Linked DNA regions of Rattus norvegicus: region 2 is linked to region 1. Evidence: chromatin contacts called from public Hi-C data. All regions are on one chromosome and are shown on one strand. The core of a region is the stretch at or near the end of the contact, and the rest is flanking DNA. Distances in the headings are between cores, read along the strand shown.

Region 1 (5,849 bases), core at 174-2,673:
ATGCTCTGGGTGCATGACTGAGCAGAGTGGCCCCAAACTCCCTGTGCTCACCCTATTAAGCTCCACAAAAACAGATGCTGCTGTTATTCAACTCCTAAGAGGCTCTACTCTGCCCACCTTAGAAAGGGAGTTGGCATCCTGATGGAGTCCGGAAGTCTGCACGATGAATCTAGGCTTACAGCCCTTCCGTAAGTGTTGAGAAGGGAGATAATTCTTTTAGCAAAGAATGGGGCCTATAGAAGCCCCCAATGACCATGCACCACACGTGGAAGATACACCATCCAGCAAATTCAGAAAAGAGTTCCTCAGTCATCTTCTTTTGTGGTGCCTTCGTTCACTAGTTTTAATTCATCTACTTGGATACTGGAATCCTGACAAACGGGAAAAGACAGTGAAGGAGGGTGATAATGACTGCCTTTCTGTAAGCCCCTAGCTCTCCTACAGCAGCTTAGTGATCTTAGTCCTTCCCTGCTTTCATCAAGATTGACCCCCGAGCCAGTGATGCTTCCCTGACTTTACTATTCCCTCGGAATCATCCTTTCAAGCTGCCTGTGGATGTGTCAGAGTCTACGGTTAGCCAGATCTAGGTTACCTTGGTGTCTTTCCCCTGCTGCTCATGCTGGAATTACACTGTGGAAGAAATGTTACCAAAGCGTGCAAGCATAGACAAAAGTCGGCAGCTCTTACACCAGACTGGCTTTCCACATGGGTGGAAGTCACAACTGGCCGATGCTGTAACTGCCGCCTTAAGCCAGCAGTTCCGGGTGGATATGTTAGGAATGAGAAGAGATCGGTGGTGGGAAAGCTGATTCTGCCATCATGAATGATACGATGTGAGCCTTGCCTTCTCTGATGGGTGCCAGTGATCAGTGCTAGCCAGACCTTCTGAGGTTATGCCCCATTCAAACCTCCCCTGGGGATGGCAACCCAAGGCCACAGGCAGTGAGCATCGATGAGCTGCAGCAGATGAGTCCTGTGGCTTTGGGAGGCTCTCCCAGGCCTACTTCCTCCCTAAGTACCATTGCCCAGAGGTCAGGTGCATTGTAGGAGCAGCCACAACAACATCATGTGTTGAAGACAAAATGTCTTGGCTACATCTCAGGCATATTCTTTTATGACCAGAATGGAAGGTCAGCTGGTAAAATCATTTTTTTTGGTGGGGAAACTGTAACATCTATAATTAAATGAATGCTCAGGGTTTGTTTGCTTGGTTGTCAATATCCCATTATACATGCTATGCAGTCTCCAAAGCTTGTTTCCTAATTTATTATCACTCGCGGCAGACCTCTGGGATCCAGCAATTGAGTTTCACTGTCATCATCCCCATATCCACCAACAAGCACCTCTTCCTAAGTAGAACTGGTCAAAGGCCCATTGTGCTCAAAGGCTTTGTGTCCAGGGTGGAGGTTCGTCTCGAACCAGAAGGACATCACGTTCCTCTGACTGCAGACACTGGCTACCACTTGTCAGCTGGGTGCACAAGAGGCTGTGCAGTCAGGACACCGCTGAACATCTCCCTCAGCTGGCAGAGCCTGGAAATATTTGGTGAAAAGAAAGAGAGAAAGTTACAAAGGGGGCTCCCACCAGATGACTAGATTATGAGTCACTGCCTAACAGATACGCCTCAGGGGGACAAGTCTACATACTTGGGAGAGGACCAGGACATTCTGTAACAAGATGTTCCAGCTAGTAAGTAAATAAATAAATAGTGAAAAGACGGAAAGACAGACAGACAGACGGATGGATGGATGGATGGATAGACAGATGGACAGGAAGGAAGGAAGGAAGGGAGGAAGGAAGGAAGGAAGGAAGGAAGCCTACATTTTCCTCATACTTCAAATGGAAATGAAAGCCAGAATTTTAAGTGCATCTCAGTGGGACAAGGGAAGAGCAGTGTCATATAAACCTAGTCTCACTTAAACTAGTCCCAAGTGAATTCTTATCTCAACACAAACTTTTTTGGTTCATGATTTTTTCTTTTTTTTTTCTTCTTTTTTCCGGAGCTGGGGACTGAACCCAGGGCCTTGTGCTTGCTAGGCAAGTGCTCTACCACTGTGCTAAATCCCCAACCCCAACACAAACTTTTTTAAAGCGCTCAAGTCTATGTTTCTCAAAAATTGACACCCAAATATGGACTGTGCAGGGTTTTGTTACAGTTTACCTCCTGGGAACCCTTGGAAAGTCATTAAAACCTGAGCCTTGAGATTCTGCAAACCTTTCTCCAGGGTTTAGGCCTGGGGAATCTGCCTGATCCTCACATTAGAGCACACACCTCCCACGCCTCCTACATCTAGGGCAAGGCCAATGAGGCCTCAGCCCTAGTGAAAGAATGGCAGGCAACTAAGGAATGCTGAGAGTGGGAGAAACAGCCTTGCTCTGGGAAGAGCATGCCAACTGGTCAACCCTGAAAACATACATGCTAGCAGTGGTGCACAAATGAGATGGTTGTATTTGTGTATTTAAGAATGCACACATGTGCACACATGCGCGCGCGCGCGCGCGCGCACACACACACACACACACACACACACACACACACACACACACACACACGGAAAAGAGGCCAAGAATTTGAGACTGTGATTGCTAATCATGGTTGTCAACTTGACGATAAGTGGATCAACTAAAACCCAAGCTGGGCATGCCTATGAAGGACTTTCCTCGATGGGATCATTCGAAGTGGGAAGACCTGTACTTAATGAGGGACATGCCTTCTCCTGGCAGCCTATAAAAGGACGAGGACAGGGAAGAAGAAGTTTTGCCTGTCTGCCCTCACTCTCACTGGTGAGTCCATCTATCCTGCTGCTGAGGCATTCCCTCACTGGCATTAGAGCTCACCTCTTCAGGATTTCAGCATATTCCGAAGAGCAGCCGAGACATGCAGCCTCATACAGAACAACTACAGGATTCTTGGATTTTCTGTCAGGAGACAGCCACTGTTAGACTAGTTGGACCATAGCCTGTAATAATCTAATTAAATCATATATATATATATATGGATGAAGGGATAGGTAGATATTCATTCAGCCTGATTCTCTTTCTAGAGAACCCTGACTAAGACATAGAACAAGAAAATGGTACCTGGGAGAAGTTGGAGGGAGGAAAGGAAAGGGAAATTATGTAATTGTATTATAATCTTAAAAAATAAAGAAATATATAAATACTTGAGAGACTCTGCTACTGTACCTGGAAGATGGGTTCTCAAGTTTTGTATCTCTTACCCAAAATTCTGAGGACCAGAAGTGTTTAGGATTTCAACTTTTCTTCCAGACTTTGAAACATCTTTGTGTTAATAACACAATACCCCAGAGACATATCATTATCCTAAATATAAAAATAACTTACATTTCACAGATTCCTTATGCACAGAGCCTGGCTTTCATTGTCCCTGTGTCACGGGATCCAATGAGCTTCATAGAAAACTGAGACACACACATAAGGGCCTGACAAGGCACGGGGCTTGGCTGAATTCATCTCTGCCATGGCATCCATGCCATGGTTGAGGAGGGCTGGCCTCAGCTGCTTTACCCCACCGCTCTCTACTTTCTTTTCTGAGAGAGTCTCTCAATGAACTGGAAGCATTTCACTCAGGCAGGCTAGCTGAACAGCAAGCTCCCAGCTCCTCCTGTCTCTAACCCTTAATTCTGAAAGGCTCACGTGACCACATCCAGCTCTTTTGTGGGTGCTGGGAATTTGAATTGGGGTCCTCTTGCAGCAAGTACTCTTATTCACCTCCTCACCCCATTCCCCCCAAAAGTACTTTTAGAGCACTGCAACATCGGTAATTAATGAGAAGGGAATCTGACAGGAGCTGGTCCTTCCCATTCCATCCCCACCATATTGGAGAATCAGGCCTTTCAGAGGAGCACCCCATATTCCTGAAGGCGTCAGGCCAAGAACTTGAGAAATGTTGTCTGAGAAACTGAAATCTGCGAGCCACTGGAGGCTAAACCCTCTTTGACCCTTACACCCTATTTCACTTCAGACGCTGCCAGCCTCTTCAAAGCAATGAACATTCTAATGAACGAGCTGGAATCCTCTACCTTCTTCCCCACTTACACTTCACTTTCCTACATCCAGATGTCCAGATTCTTTGTCTGAAAACATTAGGCATCCTGCCAGCCCCCCACTGCTTTCCTGCCCTCACCTGCTGGTCAATAATCCAATCACCGAAGGATAGAATAGCAGTATGAATTACATTGTTTCCCCTCCAAATCTGTATGTGAGTTCTATTCCCTATGTGGAAGTCGGGTTTCTGTAGACACAATTAGTCAACACGAAGTCATATAGAGTAGGTTGGTCCTCTAGTCCATTGTTTTAGCTGGACAAGGGCATTTGAACACAGGGAAGATATGTGGTTCAGAGATGGGAGCAGACTGAGGGTCCAAAGGCAGAGGAAGAGCAGACTGTGAGCCAGGCCGGTGGAAACTAGATGAGCTCCCAAGCCTCAGAGTGAACCCACCCTGGGGTATCCTTTTGGACCGTCATCCTCCAGGCTGAGATGACCTGGTTCTATGGTTTGAGACTCCAAGTATGTAATTCTTTGTTCTGGATGCCCTAACATGTTACAGGTGTCAAAAATTTACCAGAAATACAGCCTCAATGGTACCATGGTACTATTGCCCTTGACCTAGCATAGCGACAGACTAAGCATGATCTCCACGCAGGCTCCCAAGCAGCTGTGTCCTATTATCCCAGAGAATCTTGAAGATGTACTGTAAATCCCGGGCCAGAAATCAGTGAGTGCTGTAGTAAGGTCAGTGTGGGGAAGAAAGCACACATCTCTCCAAGGTCACATCACTCACCGCGGCCTCCCCTAATCAGACTGCAATCACAGCCGGAGAGATGCTAACATAGATTGTCCAAGGTCTGCAGCCTTGCTCAGCTCCCATATAAGGAAAAACTATGCCCTTGAAAGTCTTGTGGACTGGAATAGCTTCTGTGAATGTGAGCTTTCTGATAAGGATGAGAGTCCAAAGCCATTTTTCCCTCTTCAGTAAAAATACAAAAATAGTTGAAAGAGGAAAGAATATATATAAGAAACCAAACCTCTACCCCCTCCCTCCCTCCCATCTCCCTCTCTCCCTTTCCCTCTCCCTCTCCCCTCTCCCCCCTCTTCTCTCTCTCTCTCTCTCTCTCTCTCTCTCTCTCTCTCTCTCTTCCCCTCCCTTCTTCCCTCCCCATTTTCTATCCCTTTCTCTGCCCCTGTCCCTCAGCAGAGGGATCCACTGACACAGAAGATTCTTCCCCACAGGGATGAGCCTCCTTTCCTTGCTGTGCGTTCACAAGGATGGAGATCTTAGCTTCTGTCCCCTGGTGTGATGATGAAACATAGGCCAAGGTCAGCGGTCCCATCAGCCACTGAGGCTGCTCTCTCTGGCAACCACAGATAACCACTGACCTGGCAGGGTTCCTTGCTTGTGCTTCAATTCGTGTCTACAGTTTCCCTTATCTCACGGAAACACCTGTCTTTCTGCAACAGAAAGAAATTCATAAATTATCAATAGTCCTTGAATGTCACGATTTTGTGGGAGAATTGAGCGGAGAAAAGAATGTGGTGCTAAAGTCATCCACGTGTGTACAGCAATACTGTCTTCCACGTTCTAGAAAATAGAAACTCTGACTTCAGTAGATCAAAAGATTTTAAATAAAAGCCTCACTACTAATAGGGCAAATGTGAGCATGTTTTAAAACGCACCAGCATTCCTTGAGGCTCTGTGCTCTGAAGCACACTAGGCCATGAGAGAAAGCCATGAGGCAACCTTAGATTCTCTCCAATCTCCTGAAGTCTACAAATGAGACTCAAACACAATGTATCACCACTAAATCTTGCACACATTTTGTTGTTG
Region 2 (6,434 bases), core at 2,982-5,481, 160 kb after region 1:
CAGCCTCACCCACAGCATTTTGCTTTCAAGGCAACAGCTCATCGAAGTGACAGACTCACAATGCATTCTGTTCCCATGGATGCTGAGGGATATAATTCCACCATTAGGACTGTGAAAGAAGGCTCACCCAAATAGTAATAAATACCAACTGTTTTTGTAAGCCAAGAATGCTTGAGTCAGCAGCCGGCTTGCAGAAAACAGCTTAGACCCTTTCACCCACATCCTCAAGAGAGACCAAGCCAGGACACTCATCCTGGGGCTCCTCCTTCTGGACAGACATTGCTACAAAGTTGTGTTTCTATAATTTGGAACCATTCCCCTATTCCTAGTGACTCTTATGTTTATTCTAAGTTAGTTTTAGAGCAGATACTGGCTGGAAGGACACCTGTGAGGAAAGCAGTTGAACCATCTCTTACCGGTCATGTTACTTGTGATAATATAAGGCCCGTGTTCTACAAAGAGTCCAAACATGGATGAACCTCCAGGACCGCCCTGAAGCCAGAGGACTACTGGGGCATCTGCGGGCTGTGTCTGGAGGGAACAGAGAAGCTAGTGAGCAAAAATGCTCCAAGGCTGCAGAGCACGCCTGAGTGCACGCTGCTCTGCCTTCCATGTCCTTGGCGACATTCTAGAATGGTTCTGGCCCCCAAGGCTCCCACTCCACCATAAATAAAGGCTGGTCACCTTTTACTGTTCAGGATTTACAGATGCTGGAGTCTTTCTGTGAACTTGACAGCATCTTGACATCTGCATGCTCTATCTTCCAAGGACCAAATAACTCCTGCTGTTGTTCCCTAGTTGGCCCAGTCCCTCACACAAATTGTAGGTATCGCCAAAACCTAGGTTAGCTGTACTCCTCCTGTCAGGACATTGTGAGGAGATTGTGGTGGGTGGGAGGCTACACTAACTTATGAGAATGTCCCTGGGAGCTGTAGAATAGCTTCGTCATGAGGGGCTGGCTGGAGACCCACTCCCAAATGTCAAGACATTAAATGACATAGCAAATGCCCTGGAGCCTTCAGATACAATAAACATAATTGGCTATAGTAACCAAGGGGGGACAGGGGGGCAGAAAGTGCTGAGGCCCACCGTGAGTCTGGGCTTTCGGTCTACCAGCCTGAGGCACTCGGTAGTCAGCTCAGTCTCATGGGTGAGTGAAGAACACCTACGCCAACTCTCCAGAGGCAAACCCAGGCTTTGCTTGTCCCCAACTGGGTGATTCTGGGTAAGAGACCAAAGCAAGGTGGGCTTTACTTTCCACAGTGGTAAAACAGGCATGGGCACCTTTGTTTACAATGTGTACTGGAGGCGAGGGGGGAGCACTTTCCATAAAATCTGATGCGTGGCTGTGTTCTGCAAATGGTAACTGCGGATGTGACGGGAGGACATTAAGAACTTAGAGGGGACCTGCACTCAAAGAAACCACAAATAGAAGAAAGACTAGGAGAGTGTTCTGCTTCCTAGCTTGTTTGTTTGTTTGTTTGTTTTTATTCTCTAGCCCTGTCATCCCTGGTCTATTTTTTCATTCCTTTATTGTCCTGCCTCAAATGTTGACATGCCACAAACAAGTCTGGTAGGGAGCTTCTCTATCAAGTCAAAGCAGAAAACCCCAAGTCGAGAGCAGTGTGTCCGAGCTCTGTGAGGGAAGCCTAGAACCGGGTTGAGGGGTGGGGGTGGGGGCTCTGGCCCTACATCCCTACAAAGGAGCTGTGGTGGCCTGGCCCTCTGTCTCCTCCACCTCCTCACTCCCCGACCCCATGGCAGCAGGACAAGCTTTACTGAATTCTAAGATGAAAATCTGTGTGTGGACAGGAGTGATGCTGTTCACCTGGCCCCACCCTCCCTGGAGCCACTGTGTGCTTTGCCTGTCCACATGAGTAAACCTCTCCCCAGAACCTTTGTCACTCACCAGGACCCCCCAGTCCCCTCTGCTTTTATTCACCCACTAATGAAAGCAAACTCCAGGCAACAAGGGGTAGGAAAGCCAGAAGAACTAGAAGGAAGTCATCCCCATTCTTCCCAGCCTCTTAGAAGTATGGGGTGTTGGGGTACATTGACTTCAGGATGCCCCACCCTCAGAACCTCCCTAGGTTCATATATAGCAGTAGACCAGTGGCTCTCAAGCTTGGTCGTAGAATAAAACAAAGTGGAAACCTCTTTTCAAATGACTTCTGCCTTGGCTGAAGCCACAGGAATTGTAATCCCCCTGTCCCACCCTACTGTAGAATGGCACTCTCAACTTTTCCTGGAAGTTTCTTACAAGCAAGCAAAAAAAAAAAAAAAAAAAAAAAGGCTAGATGATAGGAAGCCTGCTCTTTCAGTCTCCTAGGCAACTAATCTCCACTACTCTCTTCTTCTCCCCCAATTTCCTGTGACCTGGAAGGGTTAAGGTTATCTCTAGACACTCAGAAAAATAGCCTGGTCCTGAGAGGCCACACTACAGGACAAGTCAAACAGCAACATGCCCAGCGGGGTTCTCATGAGGCAGTGAAGCATTCTTGGAATGCTGGAGTAGTAAGAGCTAGCAGGCTTCCAACCTCAGCTGACCTGCCTCCTCCTCCGGGCTCGGCAGCCCCGGAAGCACCCGTTTGTAAAGAAAGCCTTATCTATATTGTGTCTTTCTATTCCAGTGAGCCAAGCAGCCTAAGCGCTGATGCCATGACTAAATCAGGTACTTCAATAGGAAGGTGCTATTTCATGCTGTGGACCCAAGTGTCAGCCATAGCAGGTCATGCTTGCGTGATGAATCACGGCACTGTAACCATGATAGACAATACTTGCTATGGCCCACACAAGTGGCATAAAGTTCTTACAGATAATCCTCCGTGACATAGCCAGCTCCCACCTGAGAGGTGAGGCCCTGCTCCCAGGGAAAAGGAGAAACCCATGATTGTGATCTGAACAAAACCTCACTGCAAACGTGGGGGCCACTGCAAGAAGGAACTTCTGCTAATTAGTTCTAGGTAAGATGGAATTCAGACCTTTGGAAATATTAATCTTACCATAGTTAAGATTCAAGATATTTAGTTCCCCCATCTCAAAGCTTAAAGTAATTTTCCTCAATACCTGTTATATTTCAAACAGGGTACTCCCTTTGAAATCTTATCACGTGTTTTTTATTTATGCATTTATTTATTTATTTACACTGCACACCTATGAGCGTCAATAAACAAGTTTTGGGAGTTGGTTCTCTCCTGCCACGTAGCTCAGGGGGCCGTCAGATCCTCAGGTTTGATAGGGGTGAATTCAGACCCCACCATCTCTCAGCTCTAGAGGACATATTCTGAATTAAGGCGTTTTAAAGATCATTTTCAAAGAACTGCCCCCCTGCCATCCCAAGTCTCACTCCCTAAACTCATCATGGACACGTCTGAGGAGCCTTCTCTGTGCACAAGCCATGTGCATTCTCCACTTGGGGGCACCACAAATGCTGTAGACACGGTTAAGTGATGAGATCTTGGTGTCTCTCACTGGACCCCAGGTTGTAGGTGTCTCTCCACAGCAGTGAGTTATAGCACCACCATGCTGCATGTATCCAGTACAGTGTGTAAATTCATCCTAATAGCATACACTGTCTGCTCTCTCAAGCTGTGGGTTAGCTCCTACTCACAGCTGGGAAGGGGGTGGGTGGTTGGGATGCACTCTGTAAAGAGTGTGGATGTGAGAGCCACACGGCCAGGACTGGAGTTGCATGTAGCTATTTTAATATTTGTGTGTTCTTGAGTACATGCCTTCATTTCTCTGTGTCTCCATGCAGACACAGGTTGTTATACATATGAGCAGCAGGTACAGGGCATAACACTTCATTCAGTCAGTGTCGTGTATCTTTTTAAAGAGTCAGTTCCGGTTGGGTTTTGGTTTTTTGTTTGTTTTTGTTTGTTTTTTGTTTTTTGGGGTTTTTTTGGGGGGGTTGGGGTTTTTTGGGGTTTTGGGGTTTGTTTTTTTTTGTGGGGGGTGGGTGGGAAGACAGCTAAGTGTGGCTACATATGTGGACAGATAGGCAGGGGAACGCGTGTTCGAGTAATCAAAGGCAGGGCTTTTGAGGTGGTTATTAAAATGTCTTGGGATGGACCCCTGCTAAAGAATTATCTGGTGGATGATGAAGAAAAGAAACCCTTTATGAATGAGTCAGGGGCCTGAGTATAAAACCATTTCGAGCGCTACTGAAATAAGAAGCGATGAAATGCGAAGGCGCGGAGGAATCCTAGACTTGTGGGATCCACGCCTACACATGGATGAAGTCCAAGAGGCTGACCGGTTCTGGTACACAGATAACAAACGAGGCGGTGTTAAGACTCGCCTGCCATCCCCACCGCTAGGGAAGTGAAGATAGAAGTGTGACATCCTGGGCTACACAAACAGACGGGTCAAGAGGAGGGAAAAAGAGGAGTGGGAGAGGAGGGAAAGGAGGCCTGGTTTATCCATTGCCCTCTTAATTCTCTGGCGACCCCTGGTGGCCAGTCACAAACTTGTCTACTCCTTCCTCAATGTTCTAGTCTGTCCATTCGACTGTCAACACTAGCACATTCCACTACTGTCAATAATGGGCAAAGAAAATTATCCTGTGCCTTCATGGATCGTCACTTGGAAGCAAAATTCCTGAAATCTAAACTGGTCCTGACGTGGCCCATTACTTTCCAAGTATCAGCTCTGCTCCCAGACATTTAAACTGTATCTCCAGCCAGACGCAGACAATAGAGACAGATAACAAGACACCGTAGACATAATTTCTATTACACATTACACAGATTGCTGAAATGGAGAGCCAGTAGGTGGGAAGCGGGGACTAAAGACACCGATTTCAGTTCTTTCAATCAACACTGTTGTTCTCGCTTGCTTTCTGTTGCTGTTACAAACACTAGGACCAAAAGCAACTGGGGTGGGAAAGCGCTTATTCCACCTTACATTTTATAATCCGTCATTAAAGGAAACTGAGGCAAAAGCTCAAGGAAGGAACTAAACCAATGACCAGAGGAATGTTGCTTATTGGTTTGCTCAGCTTGCCTTCTTATAACTCGGAAAGATCACCAGCCTAGGGGTGGCACCTGCCCACATAAATCACTAATCAAGAAAAGCCCCCACATTCCAATCTGATAGACGTAACTCTCCAATTGGCATTCACTCTTCCAAGCTGATTATTTTGGGTCACGTCATCAAAAATCTAGCCAGTGATTAAGGGCCCTGAAGGGGATAGGAACTCCACAGGCCGACCAACAGAGTCAACTCACCTGGACCCTTGGGGGCTCTCAGAGACTGAACCACCAACCAAAGAGCATACACGGTCTGAACCTAGGCCTCTCCAAACATCTGTAGCAGATGTGCAGGTCAGTCTTCACGTGGGTCCTGAACAACTGGAGCGGGGACTATCCCACTGTATACAGCCGTTGGCTATATGTGGGATTTGTTCTTCTAGCTGGGCTACCTTGTTTGGCTTTAGTGGGAGAGGATTCACCCTGTAGAGACTTGACGTGTCAGGATGAGGGTATATCCAAGGGGGAGGAGCCTCCACTCTCTCTCAGAGGAGAAGGAGAGGGGAGGGACTATATGGGAGAGGGCAGCAATCGAGATATAAAGTAAGTAAGTAAATAAATAAATAAATGAAAGAAGAAAGAATACAGCAAAACAAAACAAAACAGTGTAACAAGTGATTGTGTTTTACACAGACAATTCTATCGAGGTGGCTCTAGGGAATTTAAACAGCTTACCGTGTGTGAGGGCAGTGTTTTGGCCAGTACCCAATCTGCATCCATTCTTCTAGCCAACCTTTTCTTCCATCCCACTAAGAAACATCACTCTAAGTAAGAGAATGCAACAGCCAGCCACTGCCAGACTTCAAGCTGGGCTTAAAATGGAAAGTGTGCTTTGGTAAATCAATGAGACCTTCTCTATATTTCGCAATGCAAAGACTGGAGGCTTGCTTACTTTAAGTGACATGTTCTCTTTTAATTGAAGTCATTAGTACCCAAAGTAAATGTCTTTAAATTCCCCTCAAGTATATGTGAACGGACTCCCACTCTGGCCCACAGATCTCTGCACCGGTGATGCCTCAGCTGCCACACCATGTTAATCAAAGAAAAGGATTTTTATTTAAAGCAATTAGTTTTGTAACCAGAATCATTAAATAGCTTTGCAGAACCACTTTAATTCTGCACATATAGTCCCAACACATGTGAACAGCTTGCTTAAGATAACCGTGTGCTCCCAGGGAAGGTGTTTGTTGTGCTTCCTATTGACACCATTAAACCGTCCTTTCCTGTGATCATTCATAGGGAACATTAACTTTTTCAGCTCCCCCCCCCATCTTCTTAGATCATCCCCAAGCTCCCCTGAATTCTTGTCAAGCGTTGATTTATCTCATCAAGGAGCAGCTCTAAGCCTATAGGCTCCTCAGAAGGCTCTTCCCTAAACATCCTAGGAGGTGGGGAAAGCTTCTT

What was found. A called contact is a pair of places that touch in the nucleus more often than the background predicts.
Region 2: a contact with region 1 is called in a Hi-C map of Schwann cells, with 6 times the contacts expected there. The contact joins two enhancer-like sites. A contact is called at or near these places in 12 of 12 Hi-C or Micro-C datasets (the A7r5 cell line, the Rat2 cell line, Schwann cells and 7 more).

Annotation. Positions count from the first base shown.
Region 1 is chr4:84,238,263-84,244,111 of GRCr8, forward strand. No RefSeq gene overlaps it. Among named protein-coding and RNA genes, the nearest start is that of Tril, 16 kb to the right of the region's middle. Within about 2 kb of position 1,424, at least 6 of the 93 cell types and tissues checked have an H3K27ac peak or open chromatin away from gene starts, as enhancers often do. A contact at or near this core is called in Schwann cells, where this site is marked.
Region 2 is chr4:84,391,685-84,398,118 of GRCr8, forward strand. Cpvl (carboxypeptidase, vitellogenic-like) reads right to left here. Exons shown (of 13, transcript NM_001029927.1): 4 at 417-531. Among named protein-coding and RNA genes, the nearest start is that of Cpvl, 21 kb to the right of the region's middle. Within about 2 kb of position 4,232, at least 7 of the 93 cell types and tissues checked have an H3K27ac peak or open chromatin away from gene starts, as enhancers often do. A contact at or near this core is called in Schwann cells, where this site is marked.